3 separate regions of the Sus scrofa genome follow, and all the other regions are linked to region 1. A link is a contact called in public Hi-C data. All regions are on one chromosome and are shown on one strand. Each heading gives the region's core, a stretch centred on a gene start, on an enhancer-like site or on the middle of the called end of the contact. The rest is flanking DNA. Distances are from core to core; before and after follow the strand shown.

Region 1 (2,778 bases), core at 183-2,682:
GGCGAGGCCAGAGGCTAGGGATTGAACCCGCAACCTCATGGTTCCTAGTCAGATTCATTTCCGCTGTGCCACAATGGGAACTCCCCCCATTTTTATTTTTTAATTTAAACTACCACCACCAACTTTCAGCAGAGAAAAGGTGGAGTGACATGGAAGAGGAAATACGACTTGTTTAATGCTTTGCTTGGTGGACTGCCATTCTCTTCCCTTAGGGAAGCCAGATTTTACAAGGGGAAACTTTCAGGCGGTGATAGTGGTGGGTTTGTTTGTTTGTTTATGGAGTGTATCTTCAGTTGGTTATTAACAGACTCCCTGTGACAGGGATTGAAGTCTATTTTACAATGGTGGGGTACACACTGGCCATTCATATAGGGATCCTGAGCTCCACCTCTGAGTTTTATGCATCTAACTAATGTTCACAGATTTAAATCTAATAATCTGAGTTACCCTCAGCTATTTCACTTGTGTCTTGAGCCAGCTGCTCCCCCCCACCATCCAGGGATAAGGGATTGAATTTAACAAATACTTATGTTGCGCTTACTGTGTTCCAGAGACTGTCCTAAAGTTGACTGATTAAAGTCAACTCATTTAATCCTAATAATTCTGTGAGTTAAGTACTATTGTTCCCCATTTTACACATCAGAAAACTGAGGCCCAGAGAAGTAAAGTTATGCAACTATTCAGTGGTGGACCTGAGGTTCAGTCTGAAACACCTTCTGGTCCAGAGCTCATGCTCCTAATCATTTGGTCCCCCAAAATGATGCTCATGACTGGGATTTTAAAGACCTCAAAGTGATCTCTAGGGGCAGAACAGAGAATGGAAATTTGTCGTGAAGTTATTCCTTGATTATGAGCCTGCCTCTCTGGTCTAGCAGCGGTTGGGGTCTTGAGGGCTAATGTTGAAGCACGGAGAAGGGGTTTGTGGATTTAAGGTCAAAATTTTTGAACCTATGGAATTTCCCTCCAATTCAGAAGCAGTACCTTCCTGACGAATCAGCTGCTTATCCCACAGATTTTGCTATTAGTGGAGTTTCTAGATGATCAAGCCAGGTGAAATGATACATCATTAAACTAACACTAAAAGACACTGAATCTTTCGTAAATCTTTTTTCCTAGTCGTCCCAAGATGCGACCCAAGACGAATCTGCAACGCAGGAGTGGAAACCAGGGGGCGGGCCGAGCAGCGACCATTTTTGTTTTGCGGCCTTGCGCTCTCAGAGCATCTTGACTAACAGGATCTCACGGAGGGGGCGGGGCCTGAGATACGTGATGATTCAAACGGACTAATGAGCTCGGCGCATCTGGCAGAGGCCACCAATGACCGGTCCTGTTGGGGCGGAGCCCACAGGCCCTAGTGGGTTTGGCTGTACCGCGGCTTTGGCGCATTTTCGGCTGGTTTGATTCATCCATTTTGAAGAGACGGGGGAGCGGGGGGCTCGTCAGATTAAGGGGCCCTGAACCTAGGAGCGGCGGAGTTTGAGAAGCCAGCAGCTCGGGGTTCGGCGGCAGCGGCCCTATCGGCCGAAGTTGGGGGGGGTGGGGCGCCGAGCGCGCGGGGTGGGGGGGGTCCTGGTCTTTGGCTTCTCGACTCGGTCCTGTTTCGACAGCGAACATGTCTCGGCCTGTCAGGTCAGTGCGGAGTCCGAGGCCTGGAACGGGTTGGAGGGGGTTGGGGTGAGTGGTAAAGGAGTGGGGGACAGAAGCCTAGAGTCGGCCTTCTCTTGTGCCACGCGCGGCCTCCTCCCTTTCGGGGCCCGCGCGCGCCCTTGAGCGTGGGGGGCCTTGCTGGCGCGCGGGTCTGCGTGGGGGTGGCGGCCGCGCGCTTCTGCGCGCGCTTCTCCCCGCCCCGCGCTGCTGCAGGGCTCGGGGCTGCTCTGCTGCCTCCCCCACTCGCCGCACTGGAGCGGGCGGGGTGTTCCCTGAACCGCCAGCGGCCGGAGGGGGAGGGGTGTGAAGTCAGTGCCCCCACCCAGGCCCCACCTCCTCCGGGCCGGCCCCTTGGAGCCGGCGGGGGTGGGGGACTAGCGGACTCAGTCTCGGCCCCCACCCCCATAATTGAGGGGGGTGGCGGAAGACTGCCCTCTATCTCCAGTGGTTTACCCCCTTCCCCCCTCGGCTTGCGTGGGGCGGGGGGAACTCAGCCCTCTTTCTCCAGCGGAGGGGGGGGTTGTTCCATCCAAAGGGGGAGGGGCGACCCTGCTGCCGGGCCCCGCCTCCGTCCTCCAGGGTCGCAGCAGGGCCCCGCCTCCCGGATCGGGCCGAGCGTGGGCGGGACCCGTTCTTTTCCCCTCCAGCCAAAGTGAGAGTTCCGGACTAGGCCCTGGAAAATGACTGCAGCCTCTCGCCCAAGTCGGAGTTTTGAGTGGGTTAACTCCCTTCCCCCACACCCCGAGTTCGCTTTTCTCTCCGGCTAGGAATGTCCTTCCTCGGGGAAATGTCCCCTACTCAGGGAGGTGCGGGTTAACTGCTCGACCCAAATCCCGGGTGGTTCTCCTTCCCGCTACCTCTTTCTCTCCTCTTAGCAGTCTACACGTCTCGGATGTTTTTGTAACCTAATCTTTATCCCGGATAACTTTAATGATAAAGGGGCTAGATTTCGGTTAATCGTTAGACTTTATTCTGAGAATTTCAACAAGTTTGTTGTTCCCCCAGCGGACGGTGGAATCGCCCTTTGCCGTCTACTCCTGGCTGTTGTATGGAATGTGCCATTTATGGAGGGGTGTGGCTTAGTCCAATCTGTTGAGGCCTGTTGCAAATAAATGTTTTTTTTTTTTTTAA
Region 2 (2,778 bases), core at 123-2,622, 62 kb before region 1:
AGAGGCCTGGATCCAAGTCAGTGTCTCAGCTTTTTGTAACACTGTTGACTCTCAAGGGCAGGAGTGGGTAGGCCTCTGGCACTTGGCCTTGGTCTGGCAGGCTTGCCCCATTGCCCAGGGAGTCCTCCCATTTGTTTGTTTTTTACCCCCCCCCAGGGGCTGGGGCTTTGGAGGGTCTGGGGATTGTCACTCAGTAATCACATTCTCCCTGCTTGTTTGCCCTATGTGACTCTCTTGTGACCGTAAATCAGTTGCTACAGTGGGGTGGCTAGGTGGCAGGGAGTTTGTGACCGATTTTGTAACTGACCCCACTGGGACACCACACCATTAATCTTGGGTTCTTAATGGTCCTTTAAGAAGGGCTCTCAGCGTTCCCGTGGCGGCTCAGCGGGTTAAGAACCCGACATAGTGTCCGTGAGGATGTGGGTTCGACTTCACTCAGTGGGTTAAGGACCTGGCTTTTCCCGTGGCTGTGGTGTAGGCTGGGAGCTACAGCTCCAATTTGACCCCTAGCCTGGGTACTTCCGTATGCCACAGGTGCTTCTATAAGATAAAAGAGTGGGGGGAGGTCTCCCCCAGGATATCTTTGCCAGTCCCCCATTGCTGAGAAGGCAATGCCAAGGTCTCTTGTGCTGCATCTTCCAATCCCAGGCTTGACCACATCTCAAGCTGGTGATCCCTGTGGGGCAGTGGGTTGCCTCTTGGGAAGCCTTGTCCAGCGTCCAGATGTCAAAGGGCAGAAACAGATGATTTTAGTGAAAAAAAGGAAAGCAGATTGCAAACTGCCTTGTGGGAGAATTCTCCCAGTAGGAGCTGTCCTCTGCTATATGGTAACATTCTCTTTTTCTCTTGTCTTCTCTCTTCCCATATAAGGTGTTCCATACAGATTCTTGTGACTTTTAAGGACCAGGGATTTGGGAAGGTGCAGGATCTTCCCAGGAAGAAAGAACATTTCTGGGAAAAAGGAGAAAGACGGCAGGTACTGCCTTGGGACCCGCAGAGCCTGAGGAGCTGTGGGAAGCTGACGGAGCCCAGTTGAGAGGCGGGGGAAGGAGCCGAAGCCCAGGGCCGAGGCTGCCTTTTGAAAGATCTGAACTCAAGCTACTTTTCATGAAAGAAGAGCCACCTAAGAGGGCACCCCAGACTTGACTGGCCTCTTCTGCTCTGGATGCCCCCTGCTCTGAGGAGCCTGTGCTAAGAACCAAAGAAGTTAGGAGGCAGGAGGAGTTTCCCCCAAGCACGGCGCCGGCTGGCTGGGTCAGGCATCCGCATCCCTAGTGACCCGGCTGCAGTCTGGGGAGGACTTTCTTGCTTCCCTCCCGTTTGCGGCTTCGGTGCTTGATGGGGCTGTCTGTTGGTGGATCAGATTTTGCAGCGCCTCTTAGGAGCGGGGAGCCGTGGGAAGAGGTCCCGCGGTGGCCAAGCCTGGGATCACCCCAAGACTAAGTTCTTTCCCAAGTTAGAAAGGGAGAGAAAGCAAAAAGAGAAAGAGGAAAGTTCTCCCTTCTCCTCCTCCCTTCCCGTCATGTCCTCGAAGCCGGAGCCGAAGGACACCCACCAGCTGAACGGGACTGGCCCTACGGCCTCACCCTGCTCTTCAGATGGCCCCGGGCGAGAGCCCATGGCCGGGACCTCAGAGTTCCTGGGGCCTGACGGGGCTGGGGTAGAGGTGGTGGTGATTGAGTCTCGGGCCAACGCCAAGGGGGTTCGGGAGGAGGATGCCCTGCTGGAGAACGGGAGCCAGAGCAATGAAAGTGACGATGTCAGCACAGACCGTGGCCCTGCGCCACCCTCCCCGCTCAAGGAGACCTCCTTTTCCATCGGGCTGCAAGTGCTGTTCCCCTTCCTCCTGGCAGGCTTTGGGACTGTGGCTGCCGGCATGGTGCTGGACATCGTGCAGGTAGGACCTGGGTAAGGGCAGCTCTTGACCCTGAGCCCGGAGCTACCTTTTCCTCCTGGGAAACTGTCTCTTCGGCCTTTTCCTCCACCCCCCTGTCAGAAGCCACTGCTGCTTCCTTGAATACAGTTTCCCTTTGGGCCATGGCCTCAATTTCTTCTTCATCTGGTCACTTTCTACAGAAGCTTCGAGGAAGCCCAATAGCCCCGGGGACGTGGTCAGGACAGGATTGCTTAACAGAAGCAGAATGGGTTCCAGAGCTCAGGTTGGGAAGAGGAGAGATGGAACAGGGTCATTGCTAGCCATCCCTCCTGGGCACTGCTGCTGAGCCCCGCTCAATAGGAGGCATTGATATCCGTCTCCTCTTTATGCTTTCTTTTTAAAATTTTATTTATTTATTTAGGGCTGCACCCGCGGCATATGGAAGTTCCTAGGCTAGGGGTCGACTCGGAGCTGCAGCTGCCGGCCTACAGCACAGCCACAGCAACACGGGATCCTTAACCCACTGAGGGAGGCCAGGGATCAAACCCACATCCTCATGGATACGAGTCAGGTTTGTAACGCGCCAAGCCAGCGCCACAAGGAGAACTCCTCTTTATGCTTTCTTTTCCCTTTTCTTCGGGGTTTCAAGGATACCCAGAGTAGAAAGCTGGGTTTCAAGTCTCCCCTTCATCCTCCTGCCGGGCAGGAATTTGTCCAGCTGCCAAGAGGGTCTCAGATTAAGTGGGAAGGTTCTTAAAGGCATTTTGTGTTGCCGTCTGCCTGTAACCTTGGCAGGATCTCCTTGGGGAATGGGGGCGGGCACATGTTGGCTGATACATGATTGGGGCGGGGGTGGGGGGGTGGGCAGGGCATGAAAAGTCATAGAATTGCTAATTATG
Region 3 (2,778 bases), core at 83-2,582, 42 kb after region 1:
GTGCAAGACCCACTTCCGTGACTGATGTAATGTGTTTAATACACTTTTTCCACCTTGGGTAGGCACAAGATATGTAGTCTTGGAGCTCCCGTCGTGGCTCAGCAATTAATGAACCCAACTAACATCCATGAAGACGCAGGTTCCATCCCTGGCCTCACTCAGTGGATAAGGATCTGGCGTTGCTGTGAGCTGTGGTGTAGGTTGGAGACACGGCTCAGATCCCATGTGGCTGTGGCTGTGGCGTAGGCTGGCCTCTACAGCTCCGATTAGACCCCTAGCCTGGGAACCTCCATACGTCTCGGGTGCGGCCCCCCCAAAAATTTAAAAATATATATATGTATTCAGGGCTTTCCTGACTATACGAGATTAGGGTTGATGGGTTAGGTAAGGTTCTGAAGGAGGTAGAGAGTCACTGGAACAAGAAAAATGATGGCCAAAGTTTTAGGATAACTACCAGTTTGGTAGCTCTACATGATTGGTTATATGGTAAAAATTGATTTTCATCGATGACCTCAAGCTGTATAGTGATATAATTAATAAAACGCAGATTGTGGGAATTCCCTGGTGGCCTAGCAGTTAAGGATCTGTTGTCACTGTTGTGGCTCAGGTTCCATTCCTGGCCTGGGCGCTGCCAAAAAAAACCCCCAAATCATTAGATTGTGAAACACTTGTCTTCACGCGGAAGGTGCCTACAGACAGTAACATACACTGGATCCTCACTTGGTGACTATAAATTCGTTCTCTAATTCAACCCAAAGGAATAAGTTGCTGATCATTTAAAAAACATGGTTTCACATCTACGGTGGCAAGAAGAATGACGTTGCACAGCTCTTTTCTGAGACACTAGATGTCTTAAGAAGTTATGGAGGACTTGACATTCTGTTTCGATCTTGGAACATAATCTAGGGCTTTCAGTAATCTCACTGCATATCTAATGCTTGCCACAGCTCAGTTACAGACTCCAAGCTCCCCTGTTTGGTCTTTTCCTCGCCTCTGACCTAATTTACCACCCTCTCGCTTCTCCTTTTCTTACTTTTGTGAATGAACAGTTTCTAGGGGGTTCGTGGTTTTTGAGGCAAATATATTGTTAATACAGGTAGCCCTAGAAGTGGTTGGGGAGCCAACCGTCCTGTAGAGACTCACACATTTGGCTCAAATACAAGATAAATAGCCTTTCCTGGTAAGCCTGGAACAATGCAGAGCTTAGATTCCAAAGCTCCATTGTAGGGAACTGCAGCTGCGACTTCAGGTATACAGGATACAGGCGGCGCCTGGTCGAAGAGAGTGGCTATTGCCCTAGACCTTGCACAATAGGCTAATCTTGGGCCATCGCAAATCAGGTCACTCCTCCTCTCATCCTGCTTTCCCTCATTCTCTTCCCACGCCCTCAAGTGAAGCAATAAGACCTCATGTTTGGCGCATGGGCATTCACTCTTCTTCAGAGTCAACCTAGAAGCAGATGCCCGCACTGGGAGATCCAAGCCTAAGCGGGGACACCCACAGGACGCCCAACCGTGGAAATGGGAGGTCCTAGAACATCTGTTGCTTCTAGAGTTCACCTCTCATTTAGCCAGCAATGTTTATCGACAATGAAAATTACAGGGACTCTACTGCAAACCCCCAGTTGGAACTGTGAGGAAGATTTTGGTCTTCCTCCTCCTTGGGAAAAAATCAGTCTTCAGATATAGTCTGGCTCTGAGAATATTTGCAGTTTTGTGTTATTGTTATGGTTTAAGGAACCAAAGAATGAAATATTTAAAACTGGATTATTCCAGGAAATGCATGTGATTTGTATAAAAAGTGCAACAGATGTTAAGCAACAGAGTTGAGAACAGCACGTAACACCCACTAAAGCATGAGTTTTTTTCTTGAAGCCCACAGTTGTCTTTCCTCATCTTGTGACCTGTTCTAAGAGAAGCTTTGTGGCTGGTTGGGTTGAAGCACATAGCAGCTTTCGGGGTGATCTTGGGCTGGCCACTAACCCACTGGCCCCCCATCTCTCCCCACCCCATGCCTGACCTCCTTTTTATCTTTTTAAAAATCTCTTTAAAATCTTTTTTTTTTTTTTTTTGGTAATTTTAAAAATGTTTTATTTTCTAGGGAGTTCCCATCATGGCTCAGCAGAAACAAATCTGACTAGCATCCATGAGGACATGGGTTCAATCCCTGGCCTCGCTCAATGCGTCAAGGGTCCATTGTTGCAGTGAGATGTGGTATAGCTCAAAGACAAGCCTCAGATCTAGCGTTGCTGTGGCTGTTGTGTAGGCTGGCAGCTATAGCTCCGATTCGACCCCTAGCGTGGGAACTTCCATACGCTTTTGGTACAGCCCTAAAAAGCAAACAACAACAACAAACCCAAAACCAAACCAAAACAAAAGTTTTATTTTCTGAAGTACACACACAGACATACAGAGTGGTATGTAGGTAGGCGATCCTCCAAGCAAAGGAACACTGATACATAGATGAATTGAGCAAAGGTGATCATAGGTTTCCATATGATTTTGTTATATTTATTTAGTTACCTTTTTAGGTTCACACAAACCATTTCATCACAATCTTTGTTAATGCTTATTTCTCCCTTTTTTTCTAGGTTCTTCATTTAAGGGACTAGATATGTTTAACTTATTAAAAATTATTATAGGAGTTCCTGTCATGGCACAGTGGAAACAAATCCGACTAGGAACCATGAGATTGCGGGTTCCATCCCTGGCCTCGCTCAGTGGGTTGAGGATCCAGTGTTGCGGTGAGCTGTGGTGTATGTAGGTCGCAGATGCGGCT

The links. Hi-C and Micro-C count contacts between places; a contact is called where the count stands out from the background.
Region 2: a contact with region 1 is called in a Hi-C map of skeletal muscle, with 5 times the contacts expected there. The contact joins the promoter of SLC41A1 here to the promoter of NUCKS1 in region 1. A contact is called at or near these places in 5 of 47 Hi-C or Micro-C datasets (embryonic fibroblasts, fetal liver, heart right ventricle and 2 more) and 2 of 2 datasets of contacts at active chromatin or transcription factors (alveolar macrophages and skeletal muscle).
Region 3: a Hi-C map of liver shows a contact between it and region 1, with 1.9 times the contacts expected there. The contact joins the enhancer-like site here to the promoter of NUCKS1 in region 1. A contact is called at or near these places in 1 of 5 promoter capture datasets (liver), 5 of 47 Hi-C or Micro-C datasets (blood, epiblast stem cells, fetal skeletal muscle and 1 more) and 1 of 2 datasets of contacts at active chromatin or transcription factors (alveolar macrophages).

The regions. Positions count from the first base shown.
Region 1 is chr9:66,434,144-66,436,921 of Sscrofa11.1, reverse strand. It overlaps NUCKS1 (nuclear casein kinase and cyclin dependent kinase substrate 1), which reads left to right and starts at 1,432. Exons shown (of 7, transcript NM_001244237.1): 1 at 1,432-1,629. The coding sequence starts at 1,613.
Region 2 is chr9:66,495,637-66,498,414 of Sscrofa11.1, reverse strand. It overlaps SLC41A1 (solute carrier family 41 member 1), which reads left to right and starts at 1,372. Exons shown (of 10, transcript NM_001243667.1): 1 at 1,372-1,900. The coding sequence starts at 1,526.
Region 3 is chr9:66,392,530-66,395,307 of Sscrofa11.1, reverse strand. No RefSeq gene overlaps it. Among named protein-coding and RNA genes, the nearest start is that of SLC45A3, 28 kb to the right of the region's middle. Within about 2 kb of position 1,332, at least 18 of the 83 cell types and tissues checked have an H3K27ac peak or open chromatin away from gene starts, as enhancers often do. A contact at or near this core is called in alveolar macrophages and liver, where this site is marked.